Linked DNA regions of Mus musculus: region 2 is linked to region 1. Evidence: chromatin contacts called from public promoter capture Hi-C data. All regions are on one chromosome and are shown on one strand. Each heading gives the region's core, a stretch centred on a gene start, on an enhancer-like site or on the middle of the called end of the contact. The rest is flanking DNA. Distances are from core to core; before and after follow the strand shown. Region 1 overlaps Gm52199 (a long non-coding RNA gene). Region 2 holds the start of Zfp647 (zinc finger protein 647).

The links. Promoter capture Hi-C pulls out the DNA fragments that hold promoters and counts their contacts.
Region 2: a contact with region 1 is called in a promoter capture Hi-C map of hippocampal neurons, with 2.6 times the contacts expected there. The contact joins the promoter of Zfp647 here to the enhancer-like site in region 1. A contact is called at or near these places in 7 of 39 promoter capture datasets (3T3-L1-derived adipocytes, cranial neural crest, embryonic stem cells and 4 more), 2 of 15 datasets of contacts at CTCF or cohesin (the NIH/3T3 cell line and embryonic stem cells), 5 of 484 Hi-C or Micro-C datasets (cortical neurons, embryonic stem cells, myocytes and 1 more), 3 of 115 datasets of contacts at active chromatin or transcription factors (all in embryonic stem cells) and 3 of 9 other capture datasets (adipose tissue, embryonic stem cells and pancreatic islet).

The regions. Positions count from the first base shown.
Region 1 is chr15:76,997,582-77,004,286 of GRCm38.p6, forward strand. Gm52199 (a long non-coding RNA gene) reads right to left here. Exons shown (of 3, transcript XR_003951577.1): 3 at 5,978-6,705. Among named protein-coding and RNA genes, the nearest start is that of Gm35933, 13 kb to the left of the region's middle. Within about 2 kb of position 1,515, at least 32 of the 459 cell types and tissues checked have an H3K27ac peak or open chromatin away from gene starts, as enhancers often do. A contact at or near this core is called in hippocampal neurons, where this site is marked.
Region 2 is chr15:76,922,895-76,929,317 of GRCm38.p6, forward strand. Zfp647 (zinc finger protein 647) reads right to left here and starts at 2,554. Exons shown (of 5, transcript NM_172817.3): 1 at 2,482-2,554.

The sequences.
Region 1 (6,705 bases), core at 265-2,764:
AGGATTTAGGGATAAGGATTTCCTTAGGAACAAGTCTTTGTTGTATATTTATCCTGCTCCCATTGGTTGGGGTATTCAACTGTGGCAGGGGGCTTGCCTTGTCTAACATTCATGCCTTGCTAACCAGGATGTCAGTTATCCACATACATGTCTCTTTCTGCCAAGTAGGATGTCTGTTCCCAGGGAGGTCTTGGGAACTTAAACTTTACGTGACCGTGACTCAAAATGGACGCCTTATTCCACATAGTCTCTTATATCGGTGCAGGTGTCTCTCTTATGTTAAGGTCTACCCCAGGGGCAGCTTCTACCGTAAAAACGTATACACAAGTGCAGGAATTGCTGCTGGGTGGTTGACTGGGGTCAAGCCTATTGTGGGTACAAGCAGTTCCACTGACTTCCATCCTGATTGGTTTTCAAGGACACAGAACATAACAGAACATGTAATCAACTTGGCATTAGAAACTTCCCTAGTAACAGCAGAAAAATATGAGAACATTTCCTTATAATGGTAGGCTAGCCATGTAACAGTTACCTGGGCCTTAACATTTTACCTAGGCCTTAACATTCTATCTAGGGCCTTAATAATTTACCTAGGCCTTAATAGTTGTCTGCTCACACTGGAAGCAAGGGCAAGATAACTTTGGCAGCTGGAATCTTTCCCAGCCCCAATTAACCTTGTATAATGTTTGAATAAAATAACCGGAGTGAGCTACTTGGGTGTCAGTCTTTCCCAAGAAGGCTGAACTCCTCTGCTCCTTTGGAAACGAAGTCTTAGCATTTTGGTGAGCTTCTCTCTCTACTGCAGCACCTATGACCAACATCAATCAATATGCTCACTATTGCAATATCAGCACTGGATCTGAACCAGTAGGCTCAGCAGGTATGTGTTGGAATTGGGATGGAATGAATCCAAATGCATGGTATGGAAAAGATCCTGGCCTCTGCCTCTCAAGCCCCAAGAGACCCTTCCATATAGTTAGTTCCTCATGTTGTGCCGACCCTCAGCCATAAAATTATTTCATTGTTACTTCATAACTAAATCTGTTACTGTTATGAATCATCATGTGAAGACCTGATATGCAGAATATCAGATATGCTTACCCCACCCCACCCCAAAGGGGTCGTGACCCACAGGTTGAGAGCCAGTGCCCTGGAGTCTCCTAATGGATGCTGCCGGCCGGCCGGCTTAGGGATTCCCGCAGGCTCTTTTCCATTGTAGGGGGAAAGGAGCTGAAAGTCTTCAGAGTCAGTGGCACTGGGGACTTTACATACATACTCCTGTCACCTTCACGGTCCCAGGAGGTCAGAACAATTGTCCCCTTTGAGAGTGGAAAAGCAGTTTGTGACCGGGGGACATGAGGTGCCTCTGTTTTCCCAGTGTGCTCAAAGCCACTGTAAGCTGGGGCTGCAGCCGCCGGGAGCTGGCTGCCAGGAGGGAGGGTTGCCAGACAGCCAAGAGTAGCTCCTGCCCTCCCCGACTCCCCGCCCATGCCACCCTCGGGCATCCCTTGTGCCCTAAGGGAGCAGAGACTGTGGGGGCGCTGTGCAGGGAAGCTTGGTTGCTTCTCCCCGTGGCGGGCTGGGATGAGGAATCGGGATCGTGCGGTGATGCACAACTATCCCTGAAGATCTCTGGAGGCTCAGGAGCCCTCAGACTGGGAGTGCCACACAGAAGCCCCTGGGGTTTGAAATATCAAGGGAGCTCAGTGACCAGATAGGACAGGAATAAAATCTAGACCACTGTGTGCCAGAGCGGGGCATGGGAACAAGTAAGGTCCGGGCCCCTGTGAGAACCAATCGCTGCTGCCCGCCTCAGGACACTTGGATACAGTCCAGTCTCTCCTGGCCGATTGGCCGCAGGCCAGTTCTTTACCTCTCTGAGCCTTACTTATTCCCCCCTCCCCTTGATGTGACTGGCTGTCCTTTGATCTGAGAGACGGCCATCTTGGGCCGTTCAGCTGTGTCTCCTTGCCTGAGATTATTCCGGGCAGGCTTGCTGATAGTTTAGACCCTCGACCCCCACCTTCGGACTCACAGCTTCCAACTGCTCCTCCCTACTGACGGACAACTCTATGTGGGGCCTTGGGGAAGGGTTAGAGTATGTAAAAAGAAATAGAGTATGATCCCTGGGGTTACATGCGTGTGGGGGAAGACTCGAGTGGAGCCACGTGGGAAAACCTCATCCCTGCTAGGTAACGCTTTTCAGGTGCAGTGCTTGTGGGAGGAGTATTATATACAGGTAAGGAATTCCCTTACCTAGGCTCAGGAAAGATGCCCAATTAAGTCTTCGGTTCCTTGGAATGAACTTGGTGGAATTGTGCCTTGGTTTGTCGTTGGGACCTTAGGAGAAAGGGTAGATGTTGCTTAAGTCTTCCCAGGGGAAGGAATTTTAGCAACACCTATTTTAACAGATTGTTTTGGTTGAGGATGAGTAGAAAGAGTGTTCCAGCACTAGCATCATGTCTGTATTTGGCCCTCCACGCAACCCTGTGTCCGGCTGAGAAACTGTGGCTATGAGAGCTTAGGTCTCCTGAGCAAGGTCATACGGCTTTCAAAGTCATAGAACCAGGATTTAACCCAGACAGTAGAGCTCCCAAATCCCTGAGCCCAATTGTGCTGAGTACATTCATGTGCTACTTAGTTTGTAATGCATGGCCCATTAAATAGATGGGAAAACTGAGGGACATACCAGAGCACATAGCAGGCAGGTAATAGACACAGCTCTTGCTCTGCAGGGCTACACCTCTTTGCTGGATGTCTTATGTCCTTGCATCCAAAGCAAGAAGTGGGGTGACCACCCATGACCTACAATTCCTAGTCAGTAGATCTGCTGAGCAACTGCAAGCCTGGGAAGGGTAGAAGGGTGAAGGGTGGATGGGTTTGTAGATGGGTTAACCAATGGTTAGATGGATGGGTGGGAAGGCAGACAGATGGATGAATAGGTGGGTGGTTGTGAGTAGACTGGCAACAGACAGATGTAGATGGATGAAAGAGAGAGCAGATAGGAATAATGGCGGAGGATTAGATTAGTGTGTAGCTGGGTGGACATGGGTGGAGGGTCTATGGGGGAGAAGGATGTATGGATCAAAAGGCAGATAGAGGGATGGACAGATAGAAGGCTAGGTGGTGCTGGGTGGGGATGCAACTGAAGTTGCAAGTTGACAATGACAATGTGATGGTTTGAATAGGAATGGCCCCTATAGACTCATGCGTTTGAATGCTTAGTTCACAGGGAGTGTTACTATTTGGAGGTGTAGCCTTGTTGGAAGAAGTGTCACTGTGGGGATAGACTTTGAGGTCTCATTTGCTCAAGCTATTCCCAGTATGGCACACAGTCCCTTCTGCTGCCTGCAGATCAAGATGTAGAGCTCGCATCTCCTTCTCTAATACCATGACTATCTGTCTGCACACTGCCATGATGATAATGGACTAAGCTGCTTAAACTGTAAGCCAGCCCCAATTAAATGTTTTTTCTTTATAAGAATTGCCACAGTCATGGTGTCTCTTCAAAGCAATAGAAACCCTAAGACAGACAGCCACAGGACTTCCAGGAACATTCACGAAGTATGAAAGAGAGATGCCATGTGCTCTGGTACGTCCCTAGCCCTTAGGGCTACGATGGAACATGGTAATGCATAGTCATAGCCCTTCAGCCCTGTATCCCAGCATCCAAACTCTGTAAAAAGCTTCATGGGGCAGATCCAAGCCTAAGAACCGTCATCACAACCTTCCCTCCTACACCTAGACTGTAGACATGTCCCCCCTACACCTAGACTGTAGACATGTCCCACTACACCTAGACTGTAGACATGTCCCACTACACCTAGACTGTAGACATGTCCCACTACACCTAGACTGTAGCCATGTCCCACTACACCTAGACTGTAGCCATGTCCCCCTACACCTAGACTGTAGACATGTCCCCCTACACCTAGACTGTAGCCATGTCCCCCTACACCTAGACTGTAGCCATGTCCCCCTACACCTAGACTGTAGCCATGTCCCCCTACACCTAGACTGTAGCCATGTCCCCCTATACCTAGACTGTAGCCATGTCCCCCTACACCTAGACTGTAGCCATGTCCCCCTACACCTAGACTGTAGACATGTCCCCCTACACCTAGACTGTAGCCATGTCCCCCTACACCTAGACTGTAGCCATGTCCCCCTACACCTAGACTGTAGCCATGTCCCCCTACACCTAGACTGTAGCCATGTCCCCCTACACCTAGACTGTAGACATGTCCCCCTACACCTAGACTGTAGCCATGCCTCACTACACCTAGACTGTAGCCATGTCCCCCTACACCTAGACTGTAGCCATGTCCCACTACACCTAGACTGTAGCCATGTCCCCCTACACCTAGACTGTAGACATGTCCCCCTACACCTAGACTGTAGACATGTCCCACTACACCTAGACTGTAGACATGTCCCACTACACCTAGACTGTAGACATATCCCACTACACCTAGACTGTAGCCATGTCCCACTACACCTAGACTGTAGACATGTCCCCCTACACCTAGACTGTAGCCATGTCCCCCTACACCTAGACTGTAGCCATGTCCCCCTACACCTAGACTGTAGCCATGTCCCACTACAACTAGACTGTAGCCATGTCCCCCTACACCTAGACTGTAGCCATGTCCCCCTACACCTAGACTGTAGCCATGTCCCCCTACACCTAGACTGTAGACATGTCCCACTACACCTACACTGTAGACATGTCCCACTACACCTAGACTGTAGACATGTCCCCCTACACCTAGACTGTAGCCATGTCCCCCTACACCTAGACTGTAGCCATGTCCCACTACACCTAGACTGTAGACATGTCCCACTACACCTAGACTGTAGCCATGTCCCCCTACACCTAGACTGTAGACATGTCCCACTATACCTAGACTGTAGACATGTCCCACTACACCTAGACTGTAGACATGTCCCCCTACACCTAGACTGTAGACATGTCCCCCTACACCTAGACTGTAGCCATGTCCCCCTACACCTAGACTGTAGCCATGTCCCCCTACACCTAGACTGTAGCCATGTCCCCCTACACCTAGACTGTAGACATGTCCCCCTACACCTAGACTGTAGACATGTCCCACTACACCTAGACTGTAGCCATGTCCCCCTACACCTAGACTGTAGCCATGTCCCCCTACACCTAGACTGTAGCCATGTCCCCCTACACCTAGACTGTAGCCTTGTCCCCCTACACCTAGACTGTAGACATGTCCCACTACACCTAGACTGTAGACATGTCCCACTACACCTAGACTGTAGACATGTCCCCCTACACCTAGACTGTAGACATGTCCCACTACACCTAGACTGTAGACATGTCCCCCTACACCTAGACTGTAGACATGTCCCCCTACACCTAGACTGTAGACATGTCCCACTACACCTAGACTGTAGACATGTCCCACTACACCTAGATGAATTATTGCAATATACTGTCATAAATCATTGCCCTTACAATGACATCATAACAAGCTTATGTCATAACCAGGATGGCTACTGAGTGTCTAAAGGGCAGGTAGCCAGCTGTCTAGGAGGGAGCTTTGCATCCTGCCAGAGCAGTGGGTTGCCCAGCTCTTGACAACATGGGGTCAGAATCCCAGCTGAGAAAGGACCTTTTTTAGACAGGCCTTCAGCAAAGACCAAAGCTGAATACATCCCTGTGGACTCCCTAGGCATGGCCTAAAAGAACTAAATGTCTCGCCTTGAAAGGGCTTGGCAGCTGGAGGGGATCTGCTCAGCAGGAAGAAGGCCTGACTTCACCGCTGGCACGGAGTGGTCTTGGACACAACCCCACCCCTGATCCAGTTTCTACCCTCCTCTATCCTGGAAGCCTAAGTCCCTCTGATGACAGCTAGTGACAATCTGACTCTCCTGTTTCTAGGAGGCAGGACCTAGAAGGACATGACCATTCCACTCCTTAGACCATGGCTCAGGATCTGAGGCCCTCCCAACCTTTGAGTAGTTTCAACTGAGGACACCTTGATTCTTCCATGGCACTCTAAGCTTCTTGAGGCTGGTTATAGTTAACCAGAAGACCAGAGATGGAAAGTGACTTGCCAAAGGTCACACAGCAAGAGGACAGCCAACAGCAGATCCAGATTTCTAGGCACCATGCCCAGACCTCTCCCCAGGGGAGATCCTGAGACCCTGAGACCCAAAGTAACACTGATGACATCAGGGACAGAGGGTGTTGTTAGGAAGGCTGTGTTGTGCCAAGAGTCAGCAAGGACATTGTATGAGGTGCCAGTATTAGGTCTCTGAGACCCAGGAAGTTCACTGACAAGGAGAGCCAGGGCACTCACTCAGAGGAGGGTGTGACTGGGAACTGCCAAGTTCATGATGTCCCCCGCGATCTCCTAAACTGACCCCCTTACCTTCATGCACTGACCTTGGCTCAGGATTCTGGTTGGAATGCCTCGGAGTCCCATCTTCAGGGAGATGGGTGGCCCCTGGGTGCCATCTAGTGGCAATGAAGAGACATGCTGCCTTTCCCCACCCTCTGAACCACAGGACTAAGGGACAACCTGAGCAAGATGACTGTTTTTTTCAGCTGAGGAAACTAAAGCCTGGTTGAAGCACACCCTGTCCAGTCAAGGGCAGCCCTGAGTGTTGAGGGTCTCTCAAAGAGGCGAGGCTTACCCGGAGTCTGAGCTGGAAGGCTGTGTGTGCTCT
Region 2 (6,423 bases), core at 1,304-3,803, 74 kb before region 1:
AGTCCAACCAAATTAACCAACCAAATTAACCAACCAATAAGAAACCTAATGTATGCTGGGCAGTAGTGGCACACGCCTTTAACCCCAGCACTTGGGAAGCAGAAACAGGTGAATCTCTGTGAGTTTGACACCAGACATCTATCTCTACAGAGATAGATGTCTTCCAGGCTAGCCAAGGCTACACAGAGAAACCCTGTCTCAAAAAGCTAGCAACCAACCACACAACTGAACAAAAAACCCTTATGCACATCAAAACCACCTGAAACTCCCAAAATAGGGGCAGAGACAATGGCTGTCCTTCTAGAGACTCTGGGTTCAATTCCCAGCACCTACATGGAGGCTCACAGCCATCTGTCACTCCAGTTCCAGGATATCTGACGCCCTCTGCTGGTCTCCTCAGGAACTGTACACATGTGGTACATAGACATGCACACAAGCAAAACATCTGTACACACAAAATAAAATAGACACATCTGAGAACCACAAGATTCCTCCCCAAATAGGCCCGAGCACAGGGAAGAATTTAGTGTAAGACACCGGTGCGTTTTCAAGTAAGCAAAAAGATAAAGTATCCAACAGATACTGTTAGTGGGGACGATTGAGGGGGAGAGGAGAGAAGCTGGATTCTAATTTCATCCCTTATCTACATAAATTCCATATAGAATCAGTACTCTACAAGTACCAGACAAAATCGGATTATTTAGAAAAATAATCTTGAAGTAAGGAAGCCCCTTAAAACACAGCAAGAAGCCAAAATACTGTAATGGGAAATATTTTGCCCATAAAACAAAACCAATACCAAGATCCTTCTAGTTGTAAAATAAGTAAATAAAATCAAAGAAGACACTTTCTCAATGGAGTAAAAAACAGACAAACAAACAAGAAAGCAAAAAAAAAAAAAAAAAAAAAACCCATAGGGAAGTGTGTTTTTAACATACAGAAAAAGAATACAAGCTGGTGGTCAATCTGACCAGGAATGCAAACAGCTAAAAGACAAACGCAGAGGTGGAAATTGAAACATCTGTATGGCAAGAAAGCCCCAGGGACTGGTCACCTATATGGTGGTAAGGTGGCTTATTAGCTCTAACCTGTTAGTCCCATTCCACTTCTCTGTGTCCCCTACAAGGAAATCCCCAGTGTGCAAAATATCAGAACTAATGTCCACCCAGCTTTAAGTATCTCTATAGTGGAGCTCAGGGGAACCTTCCTTTTATGTTAGTGACAGGAATGTCCACACGCATTAGTAGGAGTGCCTGATTCCAATCATTCTAGAGAGCTCCACAGGAAACTGCTTCTAGTGTCACTATGCATTCACTATGTCAGGATGCTAGGCAGAGTAACATTTAAAAGAACTACTGTGGGCTGGGGAGATGGGCCAGTGGGCATGACATCCAATGTCCTTCTCTGGCCTTAGAGAATACAGCTGTGCCCATACTTCATCGCCCACATACAAGGGAGCTATTATTGTATACAATTTTCCTGTGTGTGCGTGCGTACCTACACATCAGCAAGCACATAGAGGCCAGCAGACAACCTTAGGTGTTATTCCTTAGAAACCTTTCACCATTGGGGGGGGGGGGGGCGGGGGCGGGGAAATACGGTCTCTTACTGGCCTGGAACTCACCAAGTAAGCTACTAAGCGGCAGAGATGGGGATGGCAGCACTCATCAGCACATCCAGATTCAGGTGTCTAACTGAGCCATACATGTGGAGGCTGGAGGGATGGCTCAGCGGTTAAGAGCACACGTTTTTTTCCCCCGTCTAGGACCCACACTTGATTCCCAGCACCCACATGGCGGCTCACAGCCAATTCCAGGGAACCCGATGCCCTCTTCTGGCCTCCGTTGGCACCAGGCATGCACATGATATACAGTACAGATACACACGCAGGCAAAGCACATAAATACATATAAAAAAATTAAACAAGAAAATGCCACGTTAGAGAAGTTGTCATCCATTAAAAGGGGCCTTTGCAAAGTAACAAGAGAGCAACAGCAGAAAAATAAAACAAATCCAAGAAGAAGCTGGGCTAATGGGGAGCAGAGCGGAGCACCTTCAGTTTGACAAGAAATGTCCTTCGCTGCTGAGGATGCATGGGACTTAAAATGCTGTATGGTGGCCCTGACTGTAGTCCGGGTTATGGGAGAGGATCGTGCGAACCCAGGACTTCCAGGGCAGTCTGGGACGCGGTTATTTCACCAGACAAAACCTCATCCACTGCCCAAGCCAAACCAAATTAACCAACCAGTAGGAAACCGTATGCACATCAGAACCGTCTGAACTCCGGACCGGGCTAGCGGGAGCCACCGCGAAGGGTCCCGGGGAGGGGCCTGGAGGGTTCGAGGGACCGGAGGGTGCAGCCTGGGTCAGCAGCCCGGCCGCAGCCATCCATCGGGGGGAAGGGCTGGCATACGCGAGGGCGCGGAGCTTTGGGTGCGGATGAAGGAGAGGGTCCCGCGCAGCCGACAGAGCGCCACTCACCATCTGCCGCAACCTCTCGCCCTGTGGCGGCAGCTTCGGCTCCCTAAGACAAAGGGGCCGTCCCGCCCCGTCTGCGCAGTCGTCAATCTCAGGGGACCCCGCCCCTAGGTCCCCACCCCCAACCCCCACCCCAAGTCCCGGACCGGGACGCGGGAGGATCGGATGGCCGTCCGCCTCCAGCTCTTCTTGCAGGACTTGATGCCCTGCGCCCCGGGGCCACCGAGAGCGTAGGCCTCCGCTGTGCCTAGAGAGACCGCGTGCTGACCCGGACCGCGCCTGCTCTTTGAGGCTGTAGCGGAAGCGGCGGCCGCAGTCCCTACAAATCCGAGTGCCTCCCGGCCTCGCCCCCTCCCTGCCGCCCCTCTTCTCCCGAGGGCCTTCGGTCACTTCCGCCAAGATCTGTGCTTGCCCTCTAGCGATTTCCCTGGTGGCCAGGCAGCCTGGACCACTGGTCTCGAGACCCATCAGGCTGACTCGGGCTGCTTGGGTTTAGTTTACAGTGTAGTGTGTGTTCAACTTCTTAAGGGACGGCCAGTCTGTCTTGTGTCCTCATCAACACATTCCCTAGACTAGCAGTGTATGACAGTTCCAATTGTTGTTTGTATTTGCCCACACTTGGTGTAAGCAGGCTTTTAGAAATTTAGTTATTCGGGGCTGGAGAGAGGCTCAGCGGTTAAGAGCATTAACTGCTCTTCTAGAGGTCCTGAGTTCAATTCCCAGCAACCTCATGGTGGCTCACAACCATCTGTAATGGGATCTGATGCCCTCTGCTGGTGTGTCTGAAGACAACTACAGTGTACTCACATACATGAAATAAATCTTTAAAAAAAATTGAGTTATTCCAGGGCTAGAGGAATGTACAACAGACTGGGTGTTTGACAAACGTGCACGAGGCTGAGTTTAATCACTCGTATCCATGTGAAAAGGCTGGGTGTAATAGTGCTTGCTTAGAACCCCAGCACAGGGGAGGCGGAACAAGGCCGAGCTGTGTAGGGCTCTCTGGCCAGCCAGTCTAGAGTCACTGGCAAGCTTCAGGTTCTGACCTGTTGAGAAGCCCTTTCAAAAGATAAAACAACAAAATACCGTGGTGCGCAGCTCCTCAGACTGACCCTTAGTGGCCCTGTATGCACACATATTCTCTGCTGGAAATTAAAGTCAGGGACTCTAGTATAAGCATATAGTATCTCAGTAGCACTCGATCCTACCCTCCGTTATGGCTTCAATTTTTATTTCTCTAATTGTAGTGGTTACGTGTCTTCTGTTACAAAATACTGGCAGAGGCAGAGGAGGCAGAGGCAGAGTCAGAGGGCCAATCTCTGTGAGTTTGGGGCCAGCCTGGTCTATAGAACAAATTCCAGGACAGCTGAGGCTACACACAAAGCATGGGGCTGGAGGAGGAAATGTCTGGGAGATAGGGAGCAAGAACAGCTCTTGTGGATCAGGGTGATGGAGCCTCCAGGTTTTTGTTCTTGGATTTTTAAAGTGTGTGTGCCCCAGAGGGGGCCAGGTTTTTTTGTTTTTGTTTTTTCGAGACAGGATTTCTCTGTATATCACTGGCTGTCCTGGAACTCACTTTGTAGACCAGGCTGACCTCGAACTCAGAAATCCACCTGCCTCTGCCTCCCAAGTGCCTGGCTGTTTTTTTTTTTTTTAAAGATTTATTATTTATTATATATAAGTACACTGTAGCTGTCTTCAGACACACCAGAAGAGAGTGTCAGATCTCGTAACCACTGAGCCATCTCACCAGTCCCCGAGGCAGCTAGTTTTAAAGCAGTCACAATATAGAGAGGCCACGGATGTCCACGAGACATGAGGGAAGGGGGGGGGGCTAAAAATATTTTGGAGGGTATGGATATATACATCATTGATACAGTTGAGCTCTCTGGGGAGAGTCAGGCATGTCTCTCTCTACATGGGTCCAAAATTGCTTGAAAGAACAAAGAGACCTTGACTAAGGTAGTCTGATGGCTGATCTTCTCGCCTTCATGGGAACCAATCTCTGGGCATGTCTGTAAGGAATTGCCTAGATTAAGTTGAGGTGGGCTGACCCGCCCTAAATGTGTTTCATGAGTTAGATTCTTGACTGAATGAGGAGGGCTGAACCGAGTCTGAGCATGCATGGCTGTCCTCTCTGCGACTGCAGATGCAATGTGACCAGCTGCCTCAAACGCATGCATACATCTTCCCACCATCGTGGACTGTACCTGGCCTTTGAACCACAGGAAACCCTTTTTAAGTTTCCTTTGCCATGCGCTTGTCAAAGCAATGGCAGCCAACTAAAACAACCATCTGCACGGCTGTTTCTAAGACTGGACCAGAGGGTCTTATGGCTTCACTGGTTAGGAAAGCCAAAGGAAGAGCGCCCAGGCTTTCTTATCAGAAAAGGCTTTCTGGTCTACATGTGGGCTCACAAAGAGAAGGCAGTCTGAGGCTAACGCCTCCATTAAACATGGAGTCAGGGAGGCTGGAGAGGAGACTCAGTGGTTAGGAGCACTGGATCTGCCAAGTAAACAGTTCAGGTACCAGCACTTCCATATAAGTACACAACCTGTAACTCCAATTCCAGGGATCTGCCGCCCTCTTCTGGTCTTCTATGGGTACTGCATGCAGGTGGTGTACAGATATACATGCAGTCAAAACTCATAAAAGTAAAATATTGATTAAAAAAAAAGCTGAGATAGCTAAGTGGGATGGCTCAGCATTAAGAGCATTCATATCTCTTCCAGAAGATTTGAGTTTGATTCCCAGTACTTATGTCAGGCACCTCACAACTGCCTGTAACTTCCACTCCAGGGGGATCCAACTCCTTTGGTCTCTGTGGGTACCTGCACTCAATCACTCTCTCTCTCTCTCTCTCTCTCTCTCTCTCTCTCTCTCTCTCTCTCACACACACACACACACACACACACACACACACACACACACACACACACATACACACACACATGCACACTCAGAATTTAAAAATTGAGCCTCCTGGCATGGTGGCGCACGCCTTTAATCCCTGGCACTTGGGAGGCAGAGACAGGTGGATTTCTGAGTTCGAGGCCAGCCTGGTCTATAGAGTGAGTTCCAGGACAGCCAGGGACATACAGAGAAACCCTGTCTCGAAAAACCAACCAACTAAACCAAACCAAATGAACAAACAAAACCCACCACCACCACGGCCGCCACCAATTGAGCCACACTGTTCATTGTAGTTCAGCTCACATTTAACTGCTAACCCGTCACTAACTGAATTTGAATTTGCTTAGTGTCCAGAATTTCATATAAATGAATATCGGAGCTGGAGGGATGGCTCAGCAGTTAACAGTACCAGCTGCTCTTCTAGAAGAGCCAGGTTTGAGTACCAGCATCCACATGGTGGCTCATAACTGTCTGTAACTCCAATTTCAAGTGATCTGTTACTCTCTTCTGGCCTCTATAGGCACCAGGCATGTGGTGGTGCCATCCCTGGGTTGGTGGTCCTGGGTTCTTTAAGAAAGCAGGCTGAGCAAGCCAGCAAACAGCACTCCTCCACAGCCTCTGCATCTGCTCCTGCTCTGACTTCCTTCAGTGATGGACTACAATGTGGAAGTGTAAACCAAATAAACTCTTTCCTCCTCAACTCACTTTTAGTCGTGGTGATTCGTCATATCCCTAGAGACCCTGACTAGTACAAGAGTCTCACTCTACAGTCCAGACTGGCTTTGAACTCAGCAGTAACCTGCTTGCCTCCGCCTTTTGAGTGTTGAGACTATTGACATAAGCCGCCATGCTCAGCCTCAGAAATTTTTTTTTTTTAAGATTTATTTATTATTATAGATAAGTACATTGTAGCTGACTTCAGACACACCAGAAGAGGGCATCACATCTCATTACGGGTGGTTGTGAGGCACCATGTGGTTGCAGGGATTTGAACTCAGGACCTTTGGAAGAACAGTCAGTGCTCTTACCCGC